Linked DNA regions of Mus musculus: regions 1, 2, 3, 5, 6 and 7 are each linked to region 4. A link is a contact called in public HiChIP or PLAC-seq and promoter capture Hi-C data. All regions are on one chromosome and are shown on one strand. Each heading gives the region's core, a stretch centred on a gene start, on an enhancer-like site or on the middle of the called end of the contact. The rest is flanking DNA. Distances are from core to core; before and after follow the strand shown.

The links. Promoter capture Hi-C pulls out the DNA fragments that hold promoters and counts their contacts. HiChIP or PLAC-seq counts read pairs in DNA pulled down with a chosen protein or histone mark.
Region 1: a contact with region 4 is called in a promoter capture Hi-C map of neural stem cells. The contact joins the enhancer-like site here to the promoter of Atp8b3 in region 4. A contact is called at or near these places in 3 of 39 promoter capture datasets (liver, neural stem cells and pre-B cells).
Region 2: a promoter capture Hi-C map of liver shows a contact between it and region 4, with 2.7 times the contacts expected there. The contact joins the promoter of Lmnb2 here to the promoter of Atp8b3 in region 4. A contact is called at or near these places in 5 of 39 promoter capture datasets (the C10 cell line, cranial neural crest, liver and 1 more) and 2 of 115 datasets of contacts at active chromatin or transcription factors (bone marrow-derived macrophages and pancreatic cancer cells).
Region 3: a contact with region 4 is called in a promoter capture Hi-C map of pre-B cells, with 4 times the contacts expected there. The contact joins the promoter of Pwwp3a here to the promoter of Atp8b3 in region 4. A contact is called at or near these places in 3 of 39 promoter capture datasets (liver and pre-B cells) and 1 of 115 datasets of contacts at active chromatin or transcription factors (large pre-B cells).
Region 5: a contact with region 4 is called in a promoter capture Hi-C map of pre-B cells, with 5 times the contacts expected there. The contact joins the promoter of Ndufs7 here to the promoter of Atp8b3 in region 4. A contact is called at or near these places in 3 of 39 promoter capture datasets (liver and pre-B cells), 1 of 484 Hi-C or Micro-C datasets (the N1E-115 cell line) and 1 of 115 datasets of contacts at active chromatin or transcription factors (pancreatic cancer cells).
Region 6: a contact with region 4 is called in a promoter capture Hi-C map of pre-B cells. The contact joins the promoter of Efna2 here to the promoter of Atp8b3 in region 4. A contact is called at or near these places in 2 of 39 promoter capture datasets (liver and pre-B cells), 2 of 484 Hi-C or Micro-C datasets (B cells and CD4 T cells) and 1 of 9 other capture datasets (embryonic stem cells).
Region 7: an H3K27ac HiChIP or PLAC-seq map of double positive thymocytes shows a contact between it and region 4, with 5 read pairs. The contact joins the promoter of Tmprss9 here to the promoter of Atp8b3 in region 4. A contact is called at or near these places in 4 of 39 promoter capture datasets (the C10 cell line, cranial neural crest, liver and 1 more), 1 of 484 Hi-C or Micro-C datasets (CD4 T cells), 2 of 115 datasets of contacts at active chromatin or transcription factors (double positive thymocytes and pancreatic cancer cells) and 2 of 9 other capture datasets (adipose tissue and liver).

Annotation. Positions count from the first base shown.
Region 1 is chr10:80,207,705-80,211,809 of GRCm38.p6, reverse strand. No RefSeq gene overlaps it. Among named protein-coding and RNA genes, the nearest start is that of Pwwp3a, 17 kb to the left of the region's middle. Within about 2 kb of position 2,804, at least 42 of the 459 cell types and tissues checked have an H3K27ac peak or open chromatin away from gene starts, as enhancers often do. A contact at or near this core is called in neural stem cells, where this site is marked.
Region 2 is chr10:80,916,510-80,920,469 of GRCm38.p6, reverse strand. Lmnb2 (lamin B2) reads left to right here and starts at 2,225. Exons shown (of 12, transcript NM_010722.5): 1 at 2,225-2,506. The coding sequence starts at 2,252.
Region 3 is chr10:80,224,082-80,227,870 of GRCm38.p6, reverse strand. Pwwp3a (PWWP domain containing 3A, DNA repair factor) reads right to left here and starts at 1,273. Exons shown (of 14, transcript NM_023431.5): 1 at 1,167-1,273.
Region 4 is chr10:80,537,016-80,540,687 of GRCm38.p6, reverse strand. It overlaps Atp8b3 (ATPase, class I, type 8B, member 3), which reads left to right and starts at 1,564. Exons shown (of 28, transcript NM_026094.3): 1 at 1,564-1,672.
Region 5 is chr10:80,247,051-80,250,914 of GRCm38.p6, reverse strand. Ndufs7 (NADH:ubiquinone oxidoreductase core subunit S7) reads right to left here and starts at 1,466. Exons shown (of 8, transcript NM_029272.4): 1 at 1,424-1,466. The coding sequence starts at 1,439. n-TFgaa3 (a tRNA gene) reads left to right here and starts at 1,879; the gene lies at 1,879-1,951. It overlaps n-TNgtt7 (a tRNA gene), which reads right to left and starts at 1,756; the gene lies at 1,683-1,756.
Region 6 is chr10:80,178,011-80,181,568 of GRCm38.p6, reverse strand. It overlaps Efna2 (ephrin A2), which reads right to left and starts at 2,087. Exons shown (of 4, transcript NM_007909.3): 1 at 1,679-2,087. The coding sequence starts at 1,806.
Region 7 is chr10:80,877,077-80,881,104 of GRCm38.p6, reverse strand. It overlaps Tmprss9 (transmembrane protease, serine 9), which reads right to left and starts at 1,289. Exons shown (of 18, transcript NM_001081688.2): 1 at 1,142-1,289. The coding sequence starts at 1,289.

The DNA of each region.
Region 1 (4,105 bases), core at 1,555-4,054, 330 kb after region 4:
AGAACACTTGGTCTTGCTAAGGACTGGGCCTCAGCATCGAGCACCCACAATGACCTGGAACTCCAGTTCCAGAGATCCAGTATACTCTCTGCCTTCTTTTTTTTTTTTTTTTTTTTTTTTTTTTTTTTTTTTAAAGATTTATTTATTTATTATATGTAAGTACACTGCAGCTGTCCTCAGACACTCCAGAAGAGGGCGTCAGATCTCGTTACGGATGGTTGTGAGCCACCATGTGGCCGCTGGGATTTGAACTTCGGACCCCCGGAAGAGCAGTCGGGTGCTCTTACCCACTGAGCCATCTCACCAGCCCTACTCTCTGCCTTCTAAGACACCAGGCACGGGCATGAAGGCAACACACCCATTCATATAAAATTAAAATGCCCGGGGCCTAGCAAACACAGAAGTGGATGATCACAGTCAGCTATTGGATGGGTCACACGGCCCCCAATGGAGGAGCTAGAGAAATTACCCAAGGAGCTAAAGGGAACTGCAACCCTATAGGTGGAACAACAATATGAACTAACCAGTACCCGGGAGCTCTTGTCTTTAGCTGCATATGTATCAAAAGATGGCCTAGTCAGCCATCACTGCAAAGAGAGGCCCATTGGACTTGCAAACTTTATATGCCCCAGTACAGGGGAACGCCAGGGCCAAAAAGGGGGAGTGGGTGGGTAGGGGATTGGGGGGTGGGTATGGGGGACCTTTGGGATAGCATTGAAAATGTAAACGAGGAAAATACCTAATAATAAAAAAAAGTTTGAAAAAAAAATTAAAATGCATAAATTTAAGGAGATAAAACCAGCAAGGTGATGCAGGCCTTTGATCCCAGCACTCTGGAGGTACAGGCAGGTGGATCTCTGAGTTCAAGGCCAGCCTGATGTAGAGAGGGAGTTTCAGGACAGACAGGGCTACACAGAGAAACCCTGTCTTGAAACCTAAAGAGAGAGCTGGCGAGATGGCTCAGCAGTTAAGAAGAGCACTGACTGCTCTTCCCAATGGTCCTGAGTTCAAATCCCAGCAACCACACTGTGGCTCACAACCATCTGTACAGCTACAGTATACTCATATACATGATAGATAAATAAATAAATAAATAAATAAATATTGTTTTAAAAAAGAAAGCCAAAGAGAGAGAAAAAGAAAATCACCTTTGGAGCCGTGGTGGCGCACGCCTTTAATCCCAGCACTCGGGAGGCAGAGGCAGGCGGATTTCTGAGTTCGAGGCCATCCTGGTCTACAAAGTGAGTTCCAGGACAGCCAGGGCTATACAGAGAAACCCTGTCTCAAAAAAACCAAAAAAAAAAAAAAAAAAAAAAAAGAGAGAGAAAAGAAAAAGAAAAGAAAAAGAAAAAAGAAAATCACCTTTGTCCAAACAGGTATCCAAAAGCTGCCTTCTATACCCCAGCCCCACCCCGATCCCCTCTCTCTTGCTCCTGCCATTGAGCAGGCCTGAGTGACAGTCTGGGGCTTGTGAGGTGAGTCCCAGATCCTTCTGTAGCCATGGATTACCATATATTACACTCCAGTCCAAATAGTCCATGCACGTGCCTGTCCCCCATGCTGACCTCAACTTCCTTTGGAAAACATTTTTATAGCAATTGACAGGTTTGAGTCCAGCTCCGTTTTGGGGAAACAGGTTCCCTGGTGTTGTGAAAAAAGCTCGCAGAACTCCCAGGGAGGTGGGAGCCCCTTCCTCCCCACCTGGCCTGCATGAGGCCAGCTGCCCACGAGTTATAAATCCCATGACCAGGACAGTCCTGGAAGTGGAGACAAGATGATCCAGAGTTCGAGATCATCACTGGGAATTAAGGACAACACAGGCTGTAGGAGTCGCTGTAACAGAAAGAGTATCAAGTGGGCAGGCAGAGGCACTCGTCCTTAATCCTGGCACTCGGGAGGCAGAGGCAGGCAGGTTTCTGAGTACAAGACCAGCCTGGTCTACAGAGTGAGTTCCAGGACAGCCAGGGCTACACAGAGAAACCCTGTCTCAAAAAAAACAACAAAAAAAAAAAAAAAGAAAGAAAGAGAGAGAGAAAGAGAGAGAGAGAGAAAGGAAAAGAAGGAAGAAGGAAGGAAGAAAGGAAGGAAGGAAGGAAGGACGACAAAATGTGAAGACTGAAGGAAGAAATAAGGGAGGGGAGAAGGCAGGGACAAGGTGAGGAGGCGGCAGGAACTGAGGTGTTCAGTGGGGCAGAGCACTTGACCACAAGCCTGGCAACCTGTGTTTGATCCCAGGGCCCACAGGATGGAAAAGGAAACTGGACTCCCATAAGGTGTCCTCTGACCGTAAATTAAAGTAATGCAAAATAGTAAGGCCGAGGGCATGGCAGCACACATCGTTCTCAACCTCACTGATGGCAGCCCTCCACCAGGACCAACAGTGCCCCCTGAGCTTTAACAGGGTCAAGGACAATTGCCATATCCCGTTGTCAGGTTCCATCACTGCTACACACACATTTGGGACTAGGATTCTCCCAGATTCCTAGCCACACAGTGCAGGTGGTGGGAAAATTGTTGCAGATATGAGCATACCAAACCCCACCGTCCCTTACAATCTGATCTGGCATGGCTCAGGCTGGGTGACATGACAGATGGGCCTCAGGGGCTGGGGGGAAGCAGCCTGGGCCTCCAGAGGCCTCCCGGAGCCAACAGGTATGGAATGCCCCTCACGAGTGGGTCATCCCAGTCGGTGCACCCCAGCAATTAGAGGATGAGCGACGGCTCATTGATTGCTGCCTGGGCGTCTCTGCGCGCGCTCCAGCGAGCCTCATCCGTCTCTCAGCCTGCGGCCTGATTATGCATTCGCTGTGGGAGAGGAGAGCTGGCTGCAAGCCTCCTGTTTTATTCATGGAATCGCGCTCCGCTCCCCGGAACCATTACCGGTTTTTAACACGGAGGCCTAGGCCTGCGTGTGCAGGGTGTGGAGTAGCGGTTCCCTGCGGTCCACACCGCAGAGGATGGAAACTTATGTAAACATCGTGTAGACCTGGGATCCTCGCACAGCATTAGGGTCTGATGTGGAACACAGGTCAAACCCTGGAAACCAACAAGGAGCTCCAAGTGAGCAGTAAGCTTCTTTAAAAAAAATATACATATATATGTGTGTGTGTGTGTGTGTGTGTGTGTGTGTGTGTGTGTGTGTGTATTTGGGAGGGTTGGTTTCTTGAGAATCAGGGTTCCTGGCTGTCCTAGAACTCTCTCTATAGAGCTGGCTGGCCTTGAACTCAGAGATACTTATGCTCCCCTCTGGAATACTGGGACTAAAGGCAACACTGTCCACCTCCGTTATGTTTTATATCAAAAGATGATGAGAGACAGCCCAGTGGTTAAAAACTCTTGCTGCTCTTGCAGAGAGTCCAAGTTCAGATCTCAGCAGTCACGGCTCTGCTAGCAACCACTTGTAACTCCAGCTTTGAGGGGTCTGACACCACCTATTGCCCTCCAGGGACACACACCCAAGCTCACGCATACACACATACAATAAATAAACAAACCGTTTTAAGATGTATATGACACATGCCTTGCTCTCTTCTGTATTTGGTAATGCCAATCTTCCCCTTGGCAAGTGTTGTGTCCCTTGCTCTTAACCACAGCGCTCTGGAGGCAGAGGAAGGAGATGATGAGGCCAGCCTGATCTACAGACTGAAACTCTGTCTCAAACAACAGCACAATGTCCTGGTAACAGCTCAGGATACTGTGGGGCCTGGACTCATTTCTTCTTGGGAAGGAAAGGGCCGGAGACCTTGCAGGAGCTGAGTAACTGAGGGCCATCCTCCCCTTTCCAAAAAGGCCACTAGCCTTCAGACACACATGGGTCAAGCGTGACAGCCCCCCTGCTGAGAGCTGTCACCCTGGCCTTGTGCAGTGGGCAGCTAGAAAGAAAGCGTACCCTACTGTCTCCCAATGGGGACACAAAGCCCCAACAAAGACAGCCTGCCTGGAGGAGGCTCAGCTCTAGTTTCCACGGCTGCCTGGGGGCAGACAGAGAACTACAGAGATGGAGATTGCAGAAAACTCGGGTCGACAGGCGACATTGTGCACCCAGCTTGAGAGACCGAGATGTCTGCAGCCGTGGCGGTCTGATTTGGGGGAGATCCAAATCAAT
Region 2 (3,960 bases), core at 976-3,475, 380 kb before region 4:
AGGGGACAGTAAGTCTGTCTGTATAGATTTAGTGTTATGATATGTGCGGGGAGAAGGCTATTCTGCAAGGAGTGGGTGTGGCACTGGGGAGCAGTCCTCTCCCAGTCATAAAAATTGACTCTCCCAGGTACCTGTTAACATCAAGTTAGAGAAAGGTGGTCCATAGTCTGGCCCTTGACACTTGACACATTGTGGGAGCCAAGCTCTGTTTATTATCCTCCTCTCCCCATTCTGCCCCCTCATGTGTGCGCACATGTCACGGTATTCATGTGAGGGGCTGAGGATCTTTGGCTTCCTATCCCCCTTCCTGTGTACTGTGGTCTAGCTGTCCCCGGACTTTCCTGTCTCTGCTCCCCGTCTCCCCACAGGAGTGCTGACATTACATGCAGGTGCTCTACCACATCCAGCTTCATGTTGGCCTATGTGATTTGGATTGGGTGGGTCTTCTTGCTTGCCCAGGTCTCCATTTTGTTTGTTTGTTTTCTGAGACAGAGCCTCATATAGCCCATATTCCCTCACACCCTTTGTCTTAGTTAGGGTTTTACTGCTGTGAACAGACACCATGACCAAGGCAACTCTTTTTTTTTTTTTTTATCTTACGTATGTGAATATACTGTTGCAGTCTTCAGACACACCAGAAGGGAGTATTGGATCCCATTACAGATGGTAGTGAGCCACCATGTGGTTGCTGGGATTTGAACTCAGGACCTCCGAGTTAAGAGCAGTCAGTGCTCTTAACCACCGAGCCATCTCTCCAGCCCCAAGTCAACTCTTATAAGGACATTTAATTGGGTCTGGCTTACAGATTCAGAGGTTCAGTCCATTATCATTAAGGCAGGAAGCATGGCACCGTCCAGGCAGGCATGGTGCAGGCAGAGCTGAGAGTTCTACATCTTCATCTGAAGGCTGCTAGTGGAAGACTGACTTCGAGGTAGCTAGGGTGAGGGTCTTAGCCCACACCCTCAGTGCCACACCTGCTCCAGCAGGGCCACACCTTCTAATAGTGCCACACACTGGGCCGAGCATATACAAACCATCACACCCTCTGTGTCACGGAGGTTGCCCTTGAGTTCCTGATTCTCTTACCTCCATCTGCCTGGTGCTGAGGTGAGAGCAGGGGGCTCATCCACGGTGCTGGGATAGAAGCCAGGACCTCAGTCAGGCAAACACTCTACACATTGACTCACATTGGTAGCCCTGTGTTTCTGCTATGTTATCCTCAAACTCACCATCCTCCTGCCAGTGCTGGGAAGACAGTAGTGGACATTTGCCTTGTGGCGGCTCTTTTAAAAATTACATTTGTTTACTATGTTCCTGTGTGTGGACACTTTAGCAGAACTTGGCTACTTTGTGGGTTCTTCTTTCTTCCACCCTTTTCTACCCTCTTTCCATCCTTTCAACCCTTAACACTAGATAGGAGGGGGGAAAGGACAGAGAGAAGAGGGGGTGACATTATTGTTAGGCTATTTCCTGTTGATTGGGGGCATTGAGTTCCTTGGAGCAAGTTTGATTTTGCTGTCAGGCTATCTAATTTCTTCTTGTTGTTGTTTCTTCTTTGCACACGACTAGTTAACAAACCGTTACCAACAGAGACCAACCAAAGCCCGTCTTGGGGCCATAACATTTGTATATCTTCTGAAAAGTGTCCATAATTCCTAAGGTCACAATCGCAGAAACTATGTGCAACTGACAAAACCGTGCCTCTGCTAGAGCACGAAGCAAATCATAGTCAGCTGCTGCAGACTATCTGAAGCAGCCCCATATGTGACACCTCTAATTAAAACAAAAACACAAACTCACATATTTCTGTGTTTTTCGAAGAACCCAATTGGAGTCCAGGAGACAATTGTGTGCATTGCTTGTCTTCTCGTATGTAGGGTTCAGCGATCCAAATTCGACCATCAGTTTTGGCAGCAGGTGCCTTTCTACCCTCTGAGGCATCTCACCCACCCTTGCTGTCTTTTTGTTCGATTTGTTCTGCATTTGTTTAATTTATTAATTGATTTCTGTGTGTGCGCTTATGTGGCTTCATGTGTGCATCTGTACACATGTAGAAATCAGAACGCCTCCTCCACCCGCAATCAGGGTAACTGCCAAACCCCGGGTTTTACTGGAAAGCTGGAAACTACATCTCCTGGCATGCCTCGCAAGCTGCCCTGTGGACTACGGCTCCCTGCGTGCTCCGCGCCAAGGAGACTACAAATTCCGGCGCGCTGCGGGCGGCGGCGCCATCTTCCGCGGCGCGGATTGAATGAGCGCGCCGCATTCGGGCAACCGAGGTGATTCTCCCGCCGCCGCCACCTCCGCCATGGCGTCTCTGCCGCCCCACGCGGGGCCCGCCACGCCGCTGTCGCCCACGCGTCTGTCTCGGCTGCAGGAGAAGGAGGAGCTCCGTGAGCTCAACGACCGCCTGGCACACTACATCGACCGTGTCCGCGCGCTGGAGCTGGAGAATGATAGGTTGCTGCTCCGGATCTCCGAGAAGGAGGAGGTGACCACTCGCGAGGTACGTGGGTCGGCACCGGGGACGCGGGGAGCTTGATCCTGGTGATAGGTGAAATGAGCGGAGTCCTGCCCACCCGGGATCCCGGAGACGGTGCATAGAACTAGCTAAGCCCAGCCCACAGGGGACCCGGGGGCTGGTGCACAGCTAGCTGAGTCTTGTTCACTGGGGACTCTGGGGCTGGAATATAAGGGCTAAATACTGCCTACCGGGGACCTCAGTACAGATGCATAACGCTGAAGCCCAGTCCACCGGGGACCCCCAGGGGCAGATGCCGACAGCTAAGTTTTGCTCACCAGGACACCCCAGGGTTGGGTGATAGGCCTGAGCCCTGCCCACCATAGACCCCAGGGACGATTGCAGAGCGCTGAGCGCCGCCCAAGGGGAGGGGAGACACATCTCTTACAGGTGCAAACCGCTAAGCCCCACCCACTGGGGGGACCAGGAACTGGTGCAGGCAGGTAAGTCCCGCCTACCAAAAACCCTAACACAGGTTAAAGTCTGGACGGGGAAGGGGACTAGTGCAGATGGGTCCAAATCCCTCCCATGGGAGGGACTTTAGGGACAAGTGACAGGTGTAAACAATGTTAGTCCCCGCCCCCGAAGCCCCACCCACCCGGGCGCTCTTGAGACAGGTGCTGATGAAGCTAACCTGTGCTCACATGGGGACCCTAAAGGAGACGTGTAGACTGAGGTAAAACTTCAATAAAGCCGGGTCCTAAGGACCTAAGCTTAGCTGAGTGGGATCAGGATGGCTTGTGTGTGTGTGTGTGTGTGTGTGTGTGTGTGTGTGTGTGTGTATGGGTGTGTGTGTGTGTGTGTGGGTGTGTGTGTATGGGTGTGTGTGTGTATGGGTGTGTGTGTGTATGGGTGTGTGTGTATGTGTTTGTGCATGTGGAAGCCAGAGGTCACCTTTGGGTGTTTCCCTCAGTGGTGGCGCACGCTTTTAATCCCAGCACTTGGGAGGCAGAGGCAGGTGGATTTCTGAGTTCGAGGCCAGCATGGTCTACAGAGTGAGTTCCAGGACAGCCAGGGCTACACAGAGAAACCCTGTCTCAAGGACCTTGGGGGACACTTCACATTCCATGAATAGGCAGGAAAGCCCTGCCCACCCAGGGTCATAGGTTTAAAGGACCCTGCCTGATTCCTAAGACACCCCAGAGGTAATGTGCTGAGACTGAGCAAGTCTCCCCAGTTAGGGGCCCATGAGACCCTAGGGGACCCTAAGGAAGTGCTGTCTGGAGGCTGTCCTGGGGAGCTTTGAGGGTCTCTGAGGGAGGAATACCAAGCCTGGCAGACCCAAACCCCTGAGGACCCCAGTGAGGGGTGCTGGGAACCCCTGAGGGAGAGCACCACTCTAGGCAAGACCATCCTTATTCGAGCTGTGGAGATTTGGGGCCCCTGAGGAGAGGTGTTGATCCAGTGTTGATCCCCTTCAGAGGACTCGTGGACTTTTG
Region 3 (3,789 bases), core at 24-2,523, 310 kb after region 4:
CTACCAGCAGAAACAAGGGTTTATGTAGTAGAAGGGATCGTAGAAGCAGGAAAGGTTTTCCAGAGGGATTACAGGCAGCAGAGTTGGGGGAACAGGGTTCCCAGCAAGGATGGGAGTTCATTAAAGCAGGGTGGGGTTTCAGGAGATAACAAGGGCTCTGCAGCGTTATGGGAACTCAGACAACAAAAGATGAGGCTCAGGTAACAAGGACTGGGGTTTGGGCAGCAAATATGTCCATAGCAAAGAAAGAGGTTCAGGTAGGAGTCAGGTAAAAGAGGTGGGGTTTGCAGTAGGGAAACAAAGATGGGGTTCACAGAGGAACTGAGATTCAAGCTGCAGAAACTTGAGTTCAGCAGGAAATATAGGGTTTACAGCAATGAATGGGAGGTCAGGCTAGAGGGAGTTTGGGCGCGGAGACTGCGATTCTGACATGAAACTCAGAGTTCACAACAGGGATAAGGTTCGAGCAGCAAATTGGGGGCTTAGACTGCAGAGAGGGGGTCAAAGGGAAGAAATAAGGCAAGAAATCCAGAATTTTCAGCAAGGACATAAATTCAGGCTGCTGAGACAGGGTACCAAGCAGTAAATTCACGATTCAGGCGGCACGGGGTGTGTGTGTGTATGTGTGTAATGTTGGGTTGATACTGCAGAGGTCGAGGTATCCGGTCAATAAGGGGCCTCCAGCAGGAAACTCGGGGTCTTAGCAAGGACACGGGTTCAGGCTGCAAAAAAGGGGTATAAGGTAGGAAACTCGGGGCTCAGGTTGCAGAAGAGAGATATAAGGCCGGAAATACGGGGTTCAGGCTGCAGAAGATAGGGATCAGGCCGGAAATACGAGGCTCTCGGCAGGGATGGGGCTCAGGCTGCAGAGAAGGGGACTTAGGTCAGAAACACAGGGTTTGCACCAGGAAACGAGGTTCTCAGCCCCCCAGGGGCCTCGGCCGCACGTGGGCCCTGCGCAGAACCGGACGCGGCCCAGCTGGTCCAGCCCAGCCGCCGCCCTTCCCCAGGCTCTCCGCCTGCACCCCGCCCGGCCCTCCCCAGGCCGCAGCGGGCTCACCCACCCAGCCCGCCTGACGCGGCGTCCGAGCCTGAGCGACCAGGCCGCGGCGGTCCCAACGGCGGAAGCCCGCCCGCCAACCGCCGCCGCAAGCCCGCGCGCTCACCGCCTCCGCCGCCGCGCAGATCCCCGCGGGCTAGGGGCGGGGCCTGCCTCACAGCGGCGCCGAGTCCCGCCCGCGCCGCCGCCCAATGGGAACTGCGTACCTGCGCCTCGACCCCGCCCCCCAAGAGCGCGCCACCTCCTGCGGGCCACGCCTCAGCCCATCGGTCACGCCCTCCACCGCCTTCCCTCCTGCCCAACTTGTGGAGTGCGCGGCGAGGGCTCCCCCTGGGCCCGAGGCAGGGTAGACCGGGAGGCCCGCTCCAAGTCCCACCCCCCGCTGCTGGCCAATAAGAAGATGGAGCTCACATCATGGCCCCTCCCACAGACGGCGGCGGCCTCCCTAGACCACGCCTCAGCCCGTAGTCCACGCCCCAGTTTTCCTACATCCTGCAATGGTTCCTGAGACGGAAAGTGGGCCCTTTTTCCAGACAGATTTCCGCCTGCGAGCAGCTATGCGAAGACAGAGGGGGGTTGGGAAGGCGAAGGCCTCACGAGCTCCTCACAGACTTCTAGTACCTTCCAGCTTCCGAAGTAACCCGATTCCCACCCCAGAAGGAAGTTATCCCACCTATGTGGGAAAAAAAAAAAGCCATCCAGTGAGGATGCCCAAGTCCTGAAGTGGAAAATAGAATGTGAGATGGCCTCATACCTAGGTCCCCAAGCATAGTCAGCGACTGGGAGGGAGGGGGGCTGCATCCAGGACCTGTATCCATGGACTTTTCTAGAACTGGAAGTTTCCAGTTTGGCTGCCGACAAATGTTTTTGTTTTTGTTTTTTTGAGACAGGATCTTTCTGTATAGCTGTGGCTGTCCTGGTACTCACTTTGTAGAGACCAGGCTGGCCTCAAACTCTACCTGCCTCTGCCTGCCAAATGCTGGGATTAAAGGCGTGTGCCACCACTGCAGGTGAGGTTCACACTCAAATTCTTAACTAAGGCAGTTAGGCTGCTCACCTGAGCAATGTCACTGACCTGGTCTCTCATGACTGTTTTTCCTTTTTAAAATGGTTTACTTATTCCCATTTCATGCGCATTGGCGTTTGCCTGCATGCATGTCTGTGTGAAGCCATCAGATCTTGGAGTACTACAGGAAGTTGTGAGGGGCCACGTGGGTGCTGGGATTTGAACCTCCATCCTCTGGAAGAGCCATCTCTCCAACCTAAGTGTTTTTCTACTGTGCTTATTACAGATGGAGAACAAGTGTTGTTGTTGGCCACAGAGGTGAGATGACGGGCCTGCACCCTGGGTGTCATTAGGATGGTGGCTTGTGCCACAAGTGACATGGGGTCAGGAATCCCAGGCCCAGAAGCTTAGATGGCAGTACTAGGGTCTCCTGACAGCACTGGCCAAAGTGGGCAGTGTGTGTGTGTTCTAGGCCACTGATTCTCAGGTAATTCTCTTGAAGTGAGGATTGTCACATTGTCACCACCAAGCATTACTGGTCTGCATAAGCTTGGAGGTTATGCGTGGTGGAGGGGATGTGGGTGAGTGGGTGGTGTGAGCGTGTCCGTGGGATGCATGGGATGGCCAGGTCTCTCAGCAAGGTTGGTTCTATAGGTTCACAATTGAAGCAGAAGCAGTGAGCAAAAGATGGTAATGTAAGGAATTAGTTAAACCCAGTCACCAGTTAACCAACCCATTCATCAGTTTAGCCGTTTACTAATCAACCCATCCATTTAGTAACCTCTTCATGGTTTAACCAACTTGCCAGTTGATCCATTCATTACTAACTCACTTACCCATGAACCAGTTAACTTGGTCCCTGTTTAACCCACTCACTATGAACTCTCTTCTTCCTCAGCTTCAGTGAACAGATGTGCCAGGGTCGGGCACCCAGGAACAGAGGCCTTGACCCCCATTGCTAGTGCATTTTCCCATGTCTTTTCCTGTTGGGGGTCCTCTGAGATTCCATGACAAGTGACTGTCCTGTCCATTATGCACTGAATATCCTACATCAGGGCTAAACTGTAAAACTTGAGCAGGGACACAGTGAGGGCAATGCGGTTCCTCCTAAGGTCCCCTCACGACCTAACTGGGGTCTTGGATGTTGGGAATACCAGTGCTATGCTACCTTAATTCAGAGGAGATTGTGATGTTCCAATGTAATCTTTCAGAACATCCACAATTGGAAGTTCCCTGGACTAGCAGTACGTGTAGACTTCAGTCTTAGATTGAGTTCACTGCTACATGCAGTGCATCTCTCAGCTCTCAGCAGTGAACAAAGAGAAAGAGTCTGGGGAGAAGGCTCAGGAGCTAGAGTGCTAGCCATGCAAACTCAAGGACCTGAGTTCGATCCCAGGAATCCATAACAAAAACCCAGGTGTAATGATGCATGCCTCTAATCCTGTCTCTGGATGCCTGGAGTTTAGGCTCATATGCACAGACAGGCACGTGCATGCGTGCACACACACACACACACACAGGTAGAGCTGTGGTTAACAGTGCAGACTGATGCTCTTGCAGGAGATCTGAGTTTATTTCCCAGAATGCACATCAGGCAGCTAACAGCAGCCTGTAACTCCAGCGTCAGGGGACCTGATGCCCTCTTTTGACCTCCACAGGCACATGTGTGCGTGGGCACACACATGCGTGCACACATACACATGCACACACACTAACACACACA
Region 4 (3,672 bases), core at 315-2,814:
AAAGCTGAGTGAACCGAGTAGCTATTTCCTCAACATGCTCCAGGGACTCAAAGCTTCCAGAGTTTGCTATTCTGGTGGAGGCTTGGTCCTGAGTGCCGTCCTTATCCCAGCCACCAGTTCATTCATTTTATGCCAGCATACACTGGGAGACAGGAGGTGGACATAACCACTGAGGGCTAGGTTAGAGGCAGGGCTGACTACAGCCTCTTCAGGGTGTACCGTGGCCAGCATCCCTGGCATACATCCACTGTACACAGGTATCAACATAGCCCATCAGTGCCTTGTGGGCTCCCTTTCCCACTTAGGCATGACAGATACAGACCTGGCTCAACCGTGCTCACTGGTGTGCAACCTTCCCACTCCTAATCCCCAATTCAGCAATGTTTAGTTGGGCTGGAGTATACTGTGCTTAGTGTGCTTGGAAGATGCTCTTCCCAAATGCAGGAGATGTAGCTCAGTGAGAGGCTGCTGTCATTATATAGGGTGGAGGATTAATCTGCATTCCCCTACATAATAAAGCTTGAGACCAGTTTGAACTTAACTCCTGCCCTGCAGAATGAAGCTCAGACCCACCTTTTCTGAGCCTGTCCCTGATACCCCAGCCATGCCCTAGTCTCTGCCTCCCTCCCTGGATCATGACTTGACCCTTTTCTTCTTTTCTCCTCCTCCTCCTCCTCCTCCTCCTCCTCCTCCTCCTCCTCCTCCTCCTCCTCCTCCTCCTCCTCCTCCTTTTGGTTTTTCAAGACAGAGTTTCTCTGTGTAGCCCTGGCTGTTCTGGAACTCACTCTGTAGACCAGGCCTGCCTCTGTCTCTGCCTCCCAAGTACTGGGATTAAAGGCATGTGTCACCACTGCCTGGCTTGACCCTTTTCTGTTCTACGGCTGGCCTTATCTTGGCCTTGCCCGCAGAGATTCCAGATGCCAGACCCCTGCCTTTCCTCCCTGACCTCTTCCCAAGGCTTTCCTGTCCTTTCTAGTTTACCCAAACCCCCTCCCTCCTTCCTTCCTTCCTGGCCCTTGACTCATGCCTCCGCCCACAAAGCATTGTCCCATCCTTGAGATGTAATACCACGCTCACCAGGAATAGACTCCCCTGGAAGCCTGGTCTCCGCTTTTTTTTTTTTTTTTTTTGAGACAGGGTTTCTCTGTATAGCTGTCCTGGCTGTCCTGGAACTCACTTTGTAGACCAGGCTGGCCTCGAACTCAGAAATCCACCTGCCTCTGCCTCCCGAGTGCTGGGATTAAAGGCGTATGCCACTACGCCTGGCTGTACAATTAATTCTTGCTCCACCCATAAGCCTGGTTTGTAGCACAAGGTTGGCTCTGCCAAGCTCCTAAAACACGACTCCGCCCACGAGACCTGACCACACCCCGAAGACTCAGCCACGCCCACAACTCCAGGCTCTACCCTTACCCTCTGTGCCATTCAACTAGGCCCCACCTTCTCCAGGCCCCGCCCCTGTCGCCTGGTCCTATCCTTCTCCTGCCCTTAAGCTGCAGGCCTTAAGGCTCTGGTAGGCCCCGCCCCCTTCGCAATGCCCCGCCCCACGAGCCCGCGCCACCCGTTTCAGACCCGTTGGCACCAGGCTAACAGCTCCACAACATCGGCGGCCCTGGACGCCGCTGGCGGCCCGCCCTAGGCAGCCAGGCCCCACCAAGCCCGGCCCTCGCAGGTGAGCACCGATGCTCACGAGTTGTGCATCCTTGGGCGCCACTGTGACCTCTCTGTGCTCTAGGGGTCTTGGGCCCGGATGCCAGCACTTGAGACAGGAGATGGTGCCCCCTTGAGGTTCATAAAACCAGACACCGAGGTGGAGCTTACCTACAGGACAGTTTGGTGACCACTAGAGTTCACTAGGGCTGTGCGTCATGGCCGCTGGGGAATACTGCTAATGGGGTGTCTGGTGAGTGGGCAGGAACACTTTGGAACAGGAAGATTTTGGAAACTTTGAAAAACATTGGAAAGGAAGACTGAGTGCAGTAGCAATTCTCAACCTGGGGAGGGTCAAACGACCCTTTCACAGGGGCCACCTAAGACGATCTGAAAAAAACAGATATTTGCATTATGCTTCATGACAGTAGCAAAATTAGTCATGGAATAACAACAAAACCAATTTTGTCGTTGGGGTCCCCACAATATGAGGAACTTATTAAAGGGTCATAGCATTAGGAAGGTTAAGAACCCCTGGACTAGAGTGTTCCCTAGAATCAAGATCTCTTCACACATCCTTCCCACACCCTCTCCAGCCTCAGTTTTCCTCACGTGATAATCAGGGAAAAGCCCAATACCCAGAGCTGGTGCTGAGCCAGGAGGAGGTGGGGCCCCAAGATGCCCTGGGGAAACACATGACTCAGACACCAGGACTCCTTGTCCTGGGGGAAATGTGGGTTCAGCAGACATTAAGACAGTGAAAGCTCTAGAAGAGAGGTGACCAGAGGCAAGATGGGGGACACCCCAGCTGCTCAGGAAGCCCCCAGGAGGCGCATGATTCCCACGGGCCGGTCTGGGAAGTACAGAGTGAAATTTGGAGGGTGAGGAAGAAATCCACCAGGCAGGGTGGTGACAGTGGGGGGCATATGGGTAAACTGGGGGACCGATGGGGTGAGTGCTCAGGTGGTGGTTGAAGATCTGCCCCCCGGGAAGGGAGCAGGGAGGACCCATGTCACCAGGTATAGGGCTGTCTTAAGTTACCAGACCCAGCCAGGAGTGAGAGCACAGGTCTGTCATCCTAGCTCCTCCAGGAGGCTGGAGCAGAATTATGGGTGTAAGAGCAGCAGAGTGAGACCCTGTCACTACACTTAGCAATCCCAAGGCCAGATCTTTTTGTCTCCCTCCTCCTCCTCCTCCTCCTCCTCCTCCTCCTCCTCCTCCTCCTCCTCTTCCTCCTCTTCCTCCTCCTCCTCCTCCTCTTCTTCCTCCTCCTCCTTTGAGACAGGCTTTTGCTATGTAGGGCAGAGTGTCCTTGAACTCACAGCAACCCACTGACTTGGTGTACCAAGGGCAGGGATTAAAGGGATCTGGTGTGGTGCCAACACACCAGATCTATCTTAACATGGCTCCATGCTCATAATATACGCAAGCCGTGAGCTGTCACATATACAACCCCTCAGCTCCGTGGGGTCAGTCAGCAAACATGGACTGAGCATGTGTGGGGTGTGGGGTGGGCCTTGCAGGAGCAGGTGGAACAGGAGGGGCATGGAGGAGACTGGACGGGCCAGCCACAGCTTCCTCACTAGGGCTCGAGGCTACAGCATCTCAGAGGTGGGGTTCCTTGCCTCAGGTGACCAGCTATAGATGGGGGATGTAATGCTGGGTCCTGCAAGTCCAGAGAGCAGTTCTGAGGTAGACATGAGAAGGTGAGATATGCATGTATGATAGATAGATAGAGAGATAGAGAGATAGAGAGATAGAGAGATAGAGAGATAGATAGATAGATAGATAGATAGATCCATCCTCTAACCTATACCCCAGCCTTTATTTTTTTTATTGATTTTTGTGAATACCTAGGGCTACTTCTTTTCTTTTCTTTTTCCTTTTCCCGTTTTATTGGATATTTTCTTTATTTACATTTCAAATGTTGTCCCATTTCCAGGTCTCCCTTCCAGAACCCCCTATCCCATCTCCCCACCCTCCAGTCTTTATTTTATTCCAACACAAGGTCTTGCTGCTCAC
Region 5 (3,864 bases), core at 217-2,716, 290 kb after region 4:
TGTTTTAACACTGGACCACATCTCCAGGCCTCCTCCTCTTCCTGCCTTTTAAAATGGTATTACTATGTATCCATGGCCGGCCTGGAACTCCCAGAAATCTTAGTGCCCTTCTTTTGAAGCAGGGATCCAGTATAGCCCAGGCTAGGCTCATCCTGCCTCAGCGTCCCAAGGGATGGGATCACAGCTGTACAGTACAATGCCTTACAGCAAACATCCTCCTTGTTGTCTCTAAGGTGTTAGTTTCTCCTTCAAATAGGACCACAGTAAGGTCTATTAACTGTCACCAGCAAGATCACAGCTGAGCCTGAGTGAATTCAGGCGCCAGCAGTCAACACCACGAATCACCAAGCCCTCCACTCTTCAAGGGGGCTACATCACAGCTGGGCTGGGTACAGTGGTGGGGTCTGTAACCCCAGCAATGAGAGACTGTAGCAGGAACATGAGTTTGATATGACTCTAGGCCACACAGGAAGACCCTATCTTTAAAAGAAAAAATAATGTTGGGTATAGTAGTAAGTCTGTCATCCTAGTATTTGGGGTCAGAGCCTGGAGGATCAGGAGTTCAAAGTCAGCCTCTTATACATGAGATCCTGTCTCCAAAGCAGGCATTTGGGGCTGGAGTTGTGTTGGCAGAGTCCCTGCCTGGCATGCACCAAGCTCTTAGTTCCATCCCTGGTGCTGTATAAATGGGCTTGACTGTGCACACCTGCCATCCCAGCATTAGCAGTGAAGGCATTCGGATGAAGCCTTCAAGATCACCCACAGTATAGAGTTTGAGCTAGGACCCATCAGACACTGTCTCAAAGCAACAACAAAACACAGAAGGAGTTAGACCCGACTTCCTGAGTTCTCCCACTCCTTATGTTAACACTGCAACCTGCTAGGCGATGGGAGGTTCCACTTAGCAACTGTCGCTCACGTCTACCAAACTGCACAGGTGTTTAATCCCTGTACATAAAGAGAAAGACACCAAAGCTTTGGCAGGGAAACTAAGACATCTGCTCTAGAGGCCCTTGCTAGCTGTCCAGGTTGGGGATGAGATGGAAAGAGCCACCGGGTGGGTGGCCTAAGTGTCCTGGGCCTCTCCCCTGTCCCACTCTGTGCTTCGGGGACATCAGCCGGGTTTCTGCAGTCAGCTTCCTGAGGTTGGAAGATACACAGGCCTCAGCGTTCCCGACTATAATCAGGGACGATAGCAGGAGGCCTGCAACTTGCTATGTAGACCATGCAGAACTGTGTAACGTGAATTCAAACATGCTTCGGCCTAATGCTAGACACCGACATTACCGAGGGCTGGGATCTGACCTATAGGTCTCTACGGTCCCAACGCCTCTCAACACTAGGCTTGGGCTCCAAGGTCCCCGCAGCGCCAGCTCGGAGCCCAGGACTACGCCACTCTCCCGACCGCAAGGGCTTCACTCACCCGCCAGCGCCGCCATCTTGGCCTCGGCCTTCAGACAACCTCTGCGGTCCGTCCTCCAAAGAGTTCCGGTTCTAGTCCAACGCCCAAATAGACACCAGCGGAAACCCGCACCACAAGCCGAGTGGTTCTGACCCGCTTTATACCTGTGGTCGCGTCCGCGCAGAGTGCGCCACGGTCGTCCTGTGACAAACAGGAAACAGCGACAAAATAAAGAACTTCCACTTTATTCAGTATTAGGGAATGAAAAAGTCGCTGTGGTCGTCCCTGGGTGGGCTCGAACCACCAACCTTTCGGTTAACAGCCGAACGCGCTAACCGATTGCGCCACAGAGACGACATTAGTCAGCTGCTTATAGTATAACCCTACAAGGTTTGACAGACAAATTGTGAAGTGCGCTTGCGCGCTAAAGCAATGGCACGGGGCGGAGGGAGGGTGTTACCGACAAACAGCGCGTCGCCGAAATAGCTCAGTTGGGAGAGCGTTAGACTGAAGATCTAAAGGTCCCTGGTTCGATCCCGGGTTTCGGCAAGTGTTTTTAACTCATTGATGAACCTGTCTTCCGTTTTTGAGATTTTTGATTCGTTTTGAACCACAGTCTTGAATTAGTCCAATCCAATGTTGAACTTTTACGTTCTATTTACATATTAGCAATCAGTCCTGCATTCTTCCAATTAATAGGTCTAAAGCCATTACTGACTATGAAATGTAAAAGTATCGGGGTGAATTGTTTACACACCTGTCAGACTAGCACCCCAGAGAAGCAGGAGGATGTGTACGAGGACAAGTTCTTCCTCTCAAAAAGCCAAAATTATTATTGTTGTTGGTAATGATGTTGTTAAGTAACTTTTTTTTTTTTTTCTTTTTTGGTTTTTCGAGACAGGGTTTCTCTGTATAGTCCTGGCTGTCCTGGAACTCACTCTGTAAACCAGGCTGGCCTTGAACTCAGAAATTCACCTGCCTCTGCCTCCCAAAGGTAACATTTTTTTAAAATGGCTCAGCAGAGCATTGGTTCCTCTTTCAAAAGAATGGGAATTCAATTCCCAGCATCCCATAACCTTCTAAAACTCCAATTCATGGGTCTCTGATGGCTCTTTTGATCTCTCCAGGCACCAGGCATGCATGCAGTCAAAACACCCACACATAAAATAATAAAGTAAAATGAATAAATGTAGGTGGTTAGTGAGCACTCTCTCCTATCACGCAGAAGACCCTGGTTCCACCTCGGCACCACATAAACAAGGCATGTGTGGCGTGCCTGTCATTCCAGCCCTGGGGAGGTTGAGGCAGGAGAGTTAGGAGTCCTTGGCTAGACAGCAAACTCAAGGCCAACCATGATAATGAGAATGATAAAGGTCTGAACTGGTTCAGTGGATAAAAGCAGTTGACTGCTGCTAGACCTGAGTTAGATCTCTAGATCCCACAAGGTGGCAGGAGAGAACTGGAGTCCGAAAGTTGTCCCAGGCATGGGTACCAATGGCTCATGCTGCACATTTGCATGAGCACACACACTCGCAGACACACACACACATGAGCACGCACACACACATTATCCCTGCCTCTTATTTCCAGAGCGCTTGGCTTGGCATTAAGGGATGGGAGGTGGCTGTCATTTGGTAGAAAGTCAGTAACGCCTGGGCAGGAGTCTCATTTTCCCCATTTGTAAACTGAATAGAATCATATACATGTAGCACTCTCTTCCACTAATTTCCACTTGTTCAGTGATTTATTTATTTTGGGGTGTGTGTGTGTGTGTGTGTGTGTGTTTTACAAGGCTGGGTATGGCTGGAGAGAACTATGGACTAGAGAAAAATAAACTTTTAGGTTTTTGTTTGTTCGTTTGCTCAATTTTGAGTCAGAGCTTCACTTTTTAACCCAGACTGGCCTCTGGCTTCAACCCTACCCTGCCCATCTAGAATTTTAGATTTACAGAAAACATAAAAAGTTGGTTCAGAGACAGCCGAAGTAGGCCACAGCCAGCTGAGCCATACTAGATATTAAATATTTCGTGTGTATGTGTGAGATCTACCGGTGCTAGAGCTCACCATTGTACATACGAGTCAGGTGTTCTGGGACTGAAACATCTCCCAACCACTGCCCTTCAGCGTGAAGGCAGCTTGTGTGCTGCTAGGATGCAGTGACCCACTTACCAGGGCTCCCCTAGGCTGGGCTTCCCCCACTTTCCCCTGCTGTCCTCACAGTGCCAGCTCTGCAAAGGTGTTGGAAACTCAACAGCTACAGTCCTGTGTGGACTGCAATCTGAGGGGGGTTTGATGAGGTCATGGGGTTCCCAGAATGGCATTAGTAGATGCTGTGTAAGAGGAAGAGCTGAGTATGGTGGCGAGCACCTGGAATTCTGACATTTGAAAGGCTGAAGCAAGCAGATCTGCATGAATTTGAAGCCTGCCTGGTCTTCATAGATCCGGACAGCCAAAGCTGCATAT
Region 6 (3,558 bases), core at 838-3,337, 360 kb after region 4:
GGCCCCACTGTCGGGTGCTCAGCAGGGTCAACAACAGAAAGAAACCCAAGGAAGAGACAAGGACCTAGGAGCCCTCCAAACACACACACATACACACACACACACACACACACACACACACACACACACACACACACATACAACCTTAGGGGTTGGCTCTGCTACCTGCCTAGCTGTCTGTCCTCTCAGGCAGCCTGCCCTGATACACAGCAACAGGAGGTGGCAAGCCTGAGCTGGACCCTGGTGGTGGCAGGGGACACCTCCATCCTTCCAGAGTCAGGGTTCCAGCCTGCAGCCCCATGACCGTGTCTCCACGGCAAGTAAGGCCATTAGGGGCAGCCATGACCCTTTTCCTTCTTCTCCATACCCCCTCCCTCCATCCTCTGTGCTTTTTCCAGACAAAGGACAGGCCATACTGGGGACAGAGACTCCACAAGCTAAAACTAGAAAACTTAGGCCAAGGAAGTCTCACCCTGCTCCCTGCACGGCCACTGAGTGTTAATCAAACCCACATGTGACCAGTGTAGCTGGCGGGCCGTGGGGGTAGGGGGCCCACTGAGCGATGGTCCTGCCAGGTTGCTGAGAGGACCTGGGGTCCCTGCCCTCAGCCCAAAGGAGCTGACCTCACAGCTCTGCCTTGATGGTAGGGGACAGAGAGCTCCCACTCCCACCGAGAGACACTGTTGGCCCTTGTGCCACAGCTTGCCTCAAAGACCACCTTTTTTTTGCAACTTTCTGTTGATGGATCAAGAGGGCAGCTTGGCTGATCCATCAACTAAGTTCCTCACTGGCCAGCCTCGGACACATGGGGACTCTCGATCTATACTGCACCCAAGCCTTGGAACCCCAAAGCCTATCTCCCAAGACACCCTCCAGCATGCCCCCACTTCTGAGACCCTTCTGACCCGGAAGGTTCTATGCTTTCCAGAATGTGGTCAGTGGCTGTAAACTTTTTACTCAGCCTGTAACAGTGGCTTCTGCTGTGTCCCCTGACTGTACCCAGTGCCTGGCAGGGTCTGACCCATGGGGTGCCACCAAACAGACAGGCAGGACCCGGTGCCTTGCTGGGTGTGGCAGGCTGGGTACCACCAGGGTCTCCAGCCCTAGCACCAGTTCTCTGGGCATGACCTTGAGGCAGCCCCTCCTGGCTCCTGCACCTCAGTTTCCCCCCGCAGCTACAAAGGTGGAAAACGATAAGCCTAGGCTGCACCCCTCAAACTGACCTCCGTCGCTTTGGTGCCTGGTCCCCTCTGTTCCTCTAAAGTGTCTGGGGGATTGGAGCACCCCTTGGAGTGAACGAGTGAACATAGGGGTAGAAAGGGGATTTTGTAACTTCCCCAAGTTCATCTGGAGAACCAAAGACAGGACTCTCAGAACCTTCTCAAAAGAGCCAAGTCCGGGGATTCCTTGGGTGGAAGGGAAGTCCCCAGGGATATTTGCCAAACCCTCAGCCCTCCAGGGTGCTCCCTCCTCCAAGAGGCCAGGGGTTCAAGGGTGTCCCCCAAGCAAGTACAGAGAAGGAACTCCTGAGTCTGAGGGTGCAGAGGGCTTCCCCCAAAGTCCAGGAGCTCTTGGGGGAATACTAGGCACCCCCGAAGTTCAGGAGGAGGTCCGTGCGCTGCAATCCCCAGGGCTGGGGCCTCTTGGGGTCCCCGGGGGTTCCCCCAATCAAGCTCACCTGGGGTTGCTACGGTTCCAGTAGACTGCGTATCGGTCAGCGTTGGCCCGGGCCGGGTCCTCGTTGCGCGCACGCAGCGGCAGCAGCAGCAGCAGCAGCGGCAGCAGCGGGCGCTGCGCGGGCGCCATGGCCCCGGTGCTGCCGCCGCGCTCGCTCCCTCGCTCTCCAGCCGCCGCCTGGCCCCGCCGTCTCCGCCTCCGCCTCCGCCGCCGAGCGGGCGGAGCGCCGCGCGCGCTTGGAGATCTGCCGCCCCGCCTCTGCGCGCGGCCCCCGCCGTAGACCGCGGGCGCCGAGAAACCAGGCGGCGGCGGCGGCGGCGGCGGCGGCGGCGACGGCGGCGCGGGGCAGAGGCCCGAGCGGTGCACTGCGCAAGGCGCTCTCCCGGGTTCCCCGGGCGCGGGGGCTCCCCTCGCCTTTGTCCCCGCTGGAGCGTCTTGGAGGGTCGCGGGCGCCCCCTCCCGCCGCGCCCCGGACCCTCCAAGCCTCTGCCCGGGCCCCGCCCCGGCCAGACTCGCGCAGACTCTGCCGCGGATCCCCAGGGTCCCGCCCTAGCCTCCCGCATCGGGAAGGGGACCCCAGAGCGCTGAGCTTGTGCGGGGGTGGGGGGGCTTTGTGGCCCCACCCTGGGTAGGTTGTAGCGAAGTGCTTGTTTGCGCCGCGCCTGGCATCTCAGTACTTAGGAGGCTGAGGCAGGAGGATTGACGCGAGTTCCAGGCCATCCTAGGCTACAGTGTCAGATCAGATCTGATAAAACAAAGAAGTCGTAGGCCAGTTGTGGTGGTGCACACCTGCCCTCCCAGCATTCGGGAGGCTGAGGCAGAAGGATCAGACATTCAAGGTCATCCTCGGCTACATAGAGGGTTCTAGGCCAACCTGGGCTACATGAAACCGCAGCAGAAAAGAACTAAAGTTCCAAGTCACCCTTTCCTAGCTTTCCATCCTCCTCGACTGTACATCCTTGAGGCCTCTGGGAGTCACTTCAGGAACTCTGGGAATCACCCCAATTCCTGGCAGGTGAAAGGACACTCGCTCGCTTGCTCGCTCAGGGAGGGCTTTCCCTACAACACCTAGATCAGAGCTGTGTGAACCAGATGGGTTTGCTGGCTTGTTTTTCACTTGCTGGGTCCTGTGCTTGGTGTTGGGGACCACAGAGCAGTTGGATTCTAAAATGTCCTTCTGTGTGCGGACTGGGAAAAGCTAAAGCTGGCCAGTGTTATTATTACCTGGGACCAAAAAGGCCAGGGTGGCACTGTAGAAATTAGATATGTGGCCTTCTGTGACAAGTTCCCCACATGCCACACACATAAACATGTGTTCACTTGTGCTTGTGTGTACACACACACACACACACACACACACTGGGTGGGCACAGATGTGAAATCTTTACCCAGACCTGGAAGTGCTCTGTCCCCACTCTCCACTGAAATATGTCTCTCCTCTTTGTAGGCCCGGCTTTACTTGGGGACCTGAACTTGGCTGTCAAGGGTATTCTGGGATTTCCAGGTCAAGCCCTGGTGGCACCCACAGGACACAGGGCCACATGTCTAAGCATTCTGCCCATAAAGGTGAATGTTGGGGAGCTGCCCTGTCTGGGACATGAGCACCCCCTTTGCAATGGGGAGGGCAACCAAGAGGGTAGTCTCATCTACTAGACTGTATCTGTTAGGTTCTCAATCACCAGGGCCAGTCACAAGGACACCTAGCAAGGAGGCCACATCACCAGGCCTCATTTGCATGCTGGGGCCACCGAGTTGAGAGCTGCCTGCCGCCAGTGGATTTGAGCAGAAAGCTTTGCCTTCTGTTCTTGTCTGTTGTCTCAAGGTCAGATCCAGAGTGAGGACAGGAACAAAGGCGGCTGTCCCCCACTCTACCTCCCAAGC
Region 7 (4,028 bases), core at 40-2,539, 340 kb before region 4:
GGCAGAGGTACACAGATCTCTGAGTTGGAGGCTAGCCTGATCTACAGAGCAAGTTTCAGGACAGTCAGAGCTACACAGAGAAACTGTCTCAAAAAAACAAAAAACAAAACAAAACAAAACAATAAAACCACCACCAACAACAACAACAAAAAACAAAATAACACAACAGAAGCAAACGGATAGTGTGTGGGTGCTGAGTCTTAGCCATCCGTCGGGATGGATTTGTGGATTCATGGGTAGAGGGATCATCCCAATGGGCTGTATCGCTCAGTGGGTAGAGCACTCCCTGCAGGCATTGGCCCTGGGTGGTGGCATGGTGGTGCACATCTCTAGTCCCAGCACTTCGGAGAATGAGACAGAGACCATGAGTTTAAAGTTATCCTTAGCAGTGAGAGTTTGAGGCTAGCACGGGCTACGTCAGACCCTTCTCTTTCTCAAAAACCAGGAAAATCCCTCAAAAATGATCGCAAAGGTTTGTGTGCCACTTGGACTGACAGGAAACCCTCAAAGGGGTAGAGCACGAGGGGAGATGAGAATGCTACTGCACGTGACAGGCACAGCCACTAGGGGGCAGCATTCAGCCACATCAGACTGCAGTAACCTAGCCCGTCCAGAAAAGCTTAATACATATTAGTACAGTTGGGGACTGTAGGACAATTATCAATGTATTCTGTTATCTTTTATCAATACAGGGTTTCTCTGTGCAGCTCTGGCTGTCCTAGACTTTATCTGTAGACCAGGTTGGCCTCAAACTCACAGAGATCAAAGGGTGTATGCCACAACTGCCTGGCCAATTAAATTTTTTCCACACAAGTTCCCCAGTTTGTACCCATTATCACTGTATCACCATGCTAACAGGCATGAGCCCAGCCTCTCCTAAGCCACACCCCTGTAGTCCTGCCTGACCCTCCTGCTGCCTTAAGCTGTCAAAACTGACATATCTGTTCCCTCCCCATTCGACCACAGGACTGCCCGCCCACCCGCTCCTTCTTGTCATTGCAAACACTTCCTGCATACCCAGCATATTCTTGGACCCCAGAGCCTGTCCTTGCCACTGCTGGATCTGGCTGGAAGGTCAGCCCTTTGACACTTGGGATGTCCTTTTGCATCCGAGGACCCAGGCCTTCTTCCTGCCACTTACCTGAAAGGACTCCCAGGGTCACGATGGCCATGCTGATGCCCACCACTGCGATGACAGCCGTTCGACAAGGGCCAGGGTCTGGAGCAGATACAGAGACAGCCTTTGTCACCTCTGGCACAAGTTGTAAGTCTGGTGCAGTGGGCTCCATGGCTCGGCAAAGGTAAGCTCCAGCTAGACACCTGCAAGAGAAAAAGAACAAAAAATGGACAAAGGATTTATCTGACATTCAGCCACACTTGGCCCTGGACTCCTGATCAACTGACTCCACTTCCAGAGTGCAGGGGTGACAGGCATGCACCCAGCATTCCCTGACACCCATGTGGACCCAAGTGCACCCTTTGCTAATCCTGGTATCCCAAGGCTGAGGCCAAGCCAATTTGTCCCATCCTTAAGGAGACTTGATCTGCCTGAAATGGCCACTCAGACCCTTGTGACCGCCATGCACAGCAGAGGGGACAGGTCAGTGGCCCCACTATGACATCACTTAAGCTACAGAGATTCTGGGTGAGACGCAACCATATCCCCAAATCATCACTGAAGTGAGAGACAGGAGCCATGCTGCAGCTCTGACCAGTGAGCTCTCGGCCTCGGGCTGCAGGGGAGACCTCCGTGACAGTCCACATACACACAGATGTACACACAGATGCACACACAGGCGACCACACACATGCAAACACACCCACACACATTCATGCACACATATGCATACACACATGCGCACACATACATATACGTGCACATACACACATGCATGCACACATGTGGATATGTGTGTGCATAACACATATACACATGCACATGTGTGTGTGCACACAGGCATGCACACACGAGCACACACGCATTACTGTGCTCACACACACCCCTTGCTCATCCCTTCCCTGAGGACTTGCTCTTAGTGAGTGCTAAGCATGCCATGCCATTCAGCCCTTCCCACAGTAATTACTGCAGAGCTGCCTTGCCCACAGACACAGAGCCCTGAAAAGGGGCTGATGCAACTCTGTGAACCTCGGGAGACCTGAGCTGGGGAGACCAGGCTACCAAGAACTGCTTCACCAGAACCAAGCATGGTAGCACACACCTGTCATCCCAGCATCCAGGAAGCTGAGGCAGGGGGATTTCTATGAGTTCCAGGCAAGGCTGGACTGCCAAGTGAGACATTGTAGCCAAAAATGGGGAGGAGGTAGATGCAGGCCATGGAACACAGACTACTTCCTGGTCAGCTCTGATCCTCAACAGGGGACCAGGATCCTGGCTTTGGGAGACCAAGTCTACCCTGACACTTGGTCTGTAAGTAGGGTTTGTTGGGGGTAAACATGGCATACGTTCAGCACTTCTGTGCATTGGTGACACAGGGGCTGTCTAGCAGTGTCCTCTCAATGGAGGCACTTCCTCCTGAGGGAAGGCTCCCTGAGACTCACAGACTTCCTGAAACTCCCATGATTCATAATGGTAGGGAGAGGGGACTAAGTCAGGCATCAGGAAACCCCAAACTGCCTCTAAGTCACCCACACTCAGTGAACTCACAGGTTGCCTGAGCTCAGTCTATAGGATCAGTTCTGTGGTCTGAGGTCGGTGCCCTGTCTTCAGTGAAGTGGTGGCTGCACACATCTCCCCAGGAAACACTGAGTGAGCAGGTCGGGCACTGAAGGAGCTATGAGTATAAAATGGTAGCTTTCTCTGCCTGATGTGGAACACCAGCTAAGTTCTGAGCCTACAGCTGCTGCAAGGAACAAGGGATCCTCACAGAGCAGCGAGCAAAACGCCACTGAACAATGTGCGTGGACACCATATCTAAAGGTTGTTATAGAGCTGGGAGGTGGTGGCCCACACCACAGAGGCAGGCGGATCTCTGAGTTTGAGGCCAGCCTGGTCCTCTGGATGACAGAGAAACTCAGTCACAAAACAAACAAACAAAACAGGTGTTATTAGGGATGGACTGCAGAGACGGCTCAGCAGTTAGAACACTGGCTGCTCTTGCAGCTGCCCTGGTTCAGTTCCTGGCACCAACAACGACCTGTGACTCCAGTTCCAAGGGATCTGATGCCCTCCTTGGGCATCAGGCACACACATGGCACACAGGCATGTATGCAGGCAAAACACTCATACACATAAAAAAATAAATCTTAAAAATTAAAAAATAAATAAATAAATTGAAAAATTAAGACCAAGCCTAGAAAGGCTCAGTGGGTGAGGGAGCCTGGTGGCCTGAGTTTGACCCCTGAGACCCAAATGGCAGGAGATCCAGCTTCCATAAGTTGGCCTCTGACCACACAGCCTCAGTGGGACACTTCCCCATAAATACATACAAGTAAGTAAATATAGAACCAAAGAAAATAAAAATGTCAAAGCCAGGCATGGCGCCACACATCCTTAATCCTAGCACTTCAGAGGCAGAGGCAGGAGGATTGGAAGTTCTAAGTCATCCTCAGCTAGAAATTAAATTTGAAGCTAGCCTGGGCTACATGAGACCCTATCCCAAAATACAAAGCAATTTTAGAAAGGAAGGAAGGGAGAAAAGAAGGGAGGGAAGAAGGGAAGGGAGAGAGAGAGGGAGGGGGCCAGGGCCAGACTCCCAGGCACCAGAGGCTGAACACCAGAGGTGGTACAGAAGGTGACCTGAGGTCCAGGAGCCATGCAGCCTGCAGTCACCCCGCTGTGGGACACACCTAGCTTGTTTCCATCCAGAAAAACCCTGTGCTCACAGTGCCAGGAGCGCTATCGCTATCGATGGCCAAGCAAGGGAGGTCAGAGTACTGAGAGCCAGAGCAGCCACCCACCCAAGGTGACCCTGGGCCTCAGGCTCTCAGTGAAGCCCCGACAGACACATGGCTGCTCTGGCCAATGTTGGCTGGGGCTTCTCAGAGGGCATGGAAATGGAGTCCCAGAA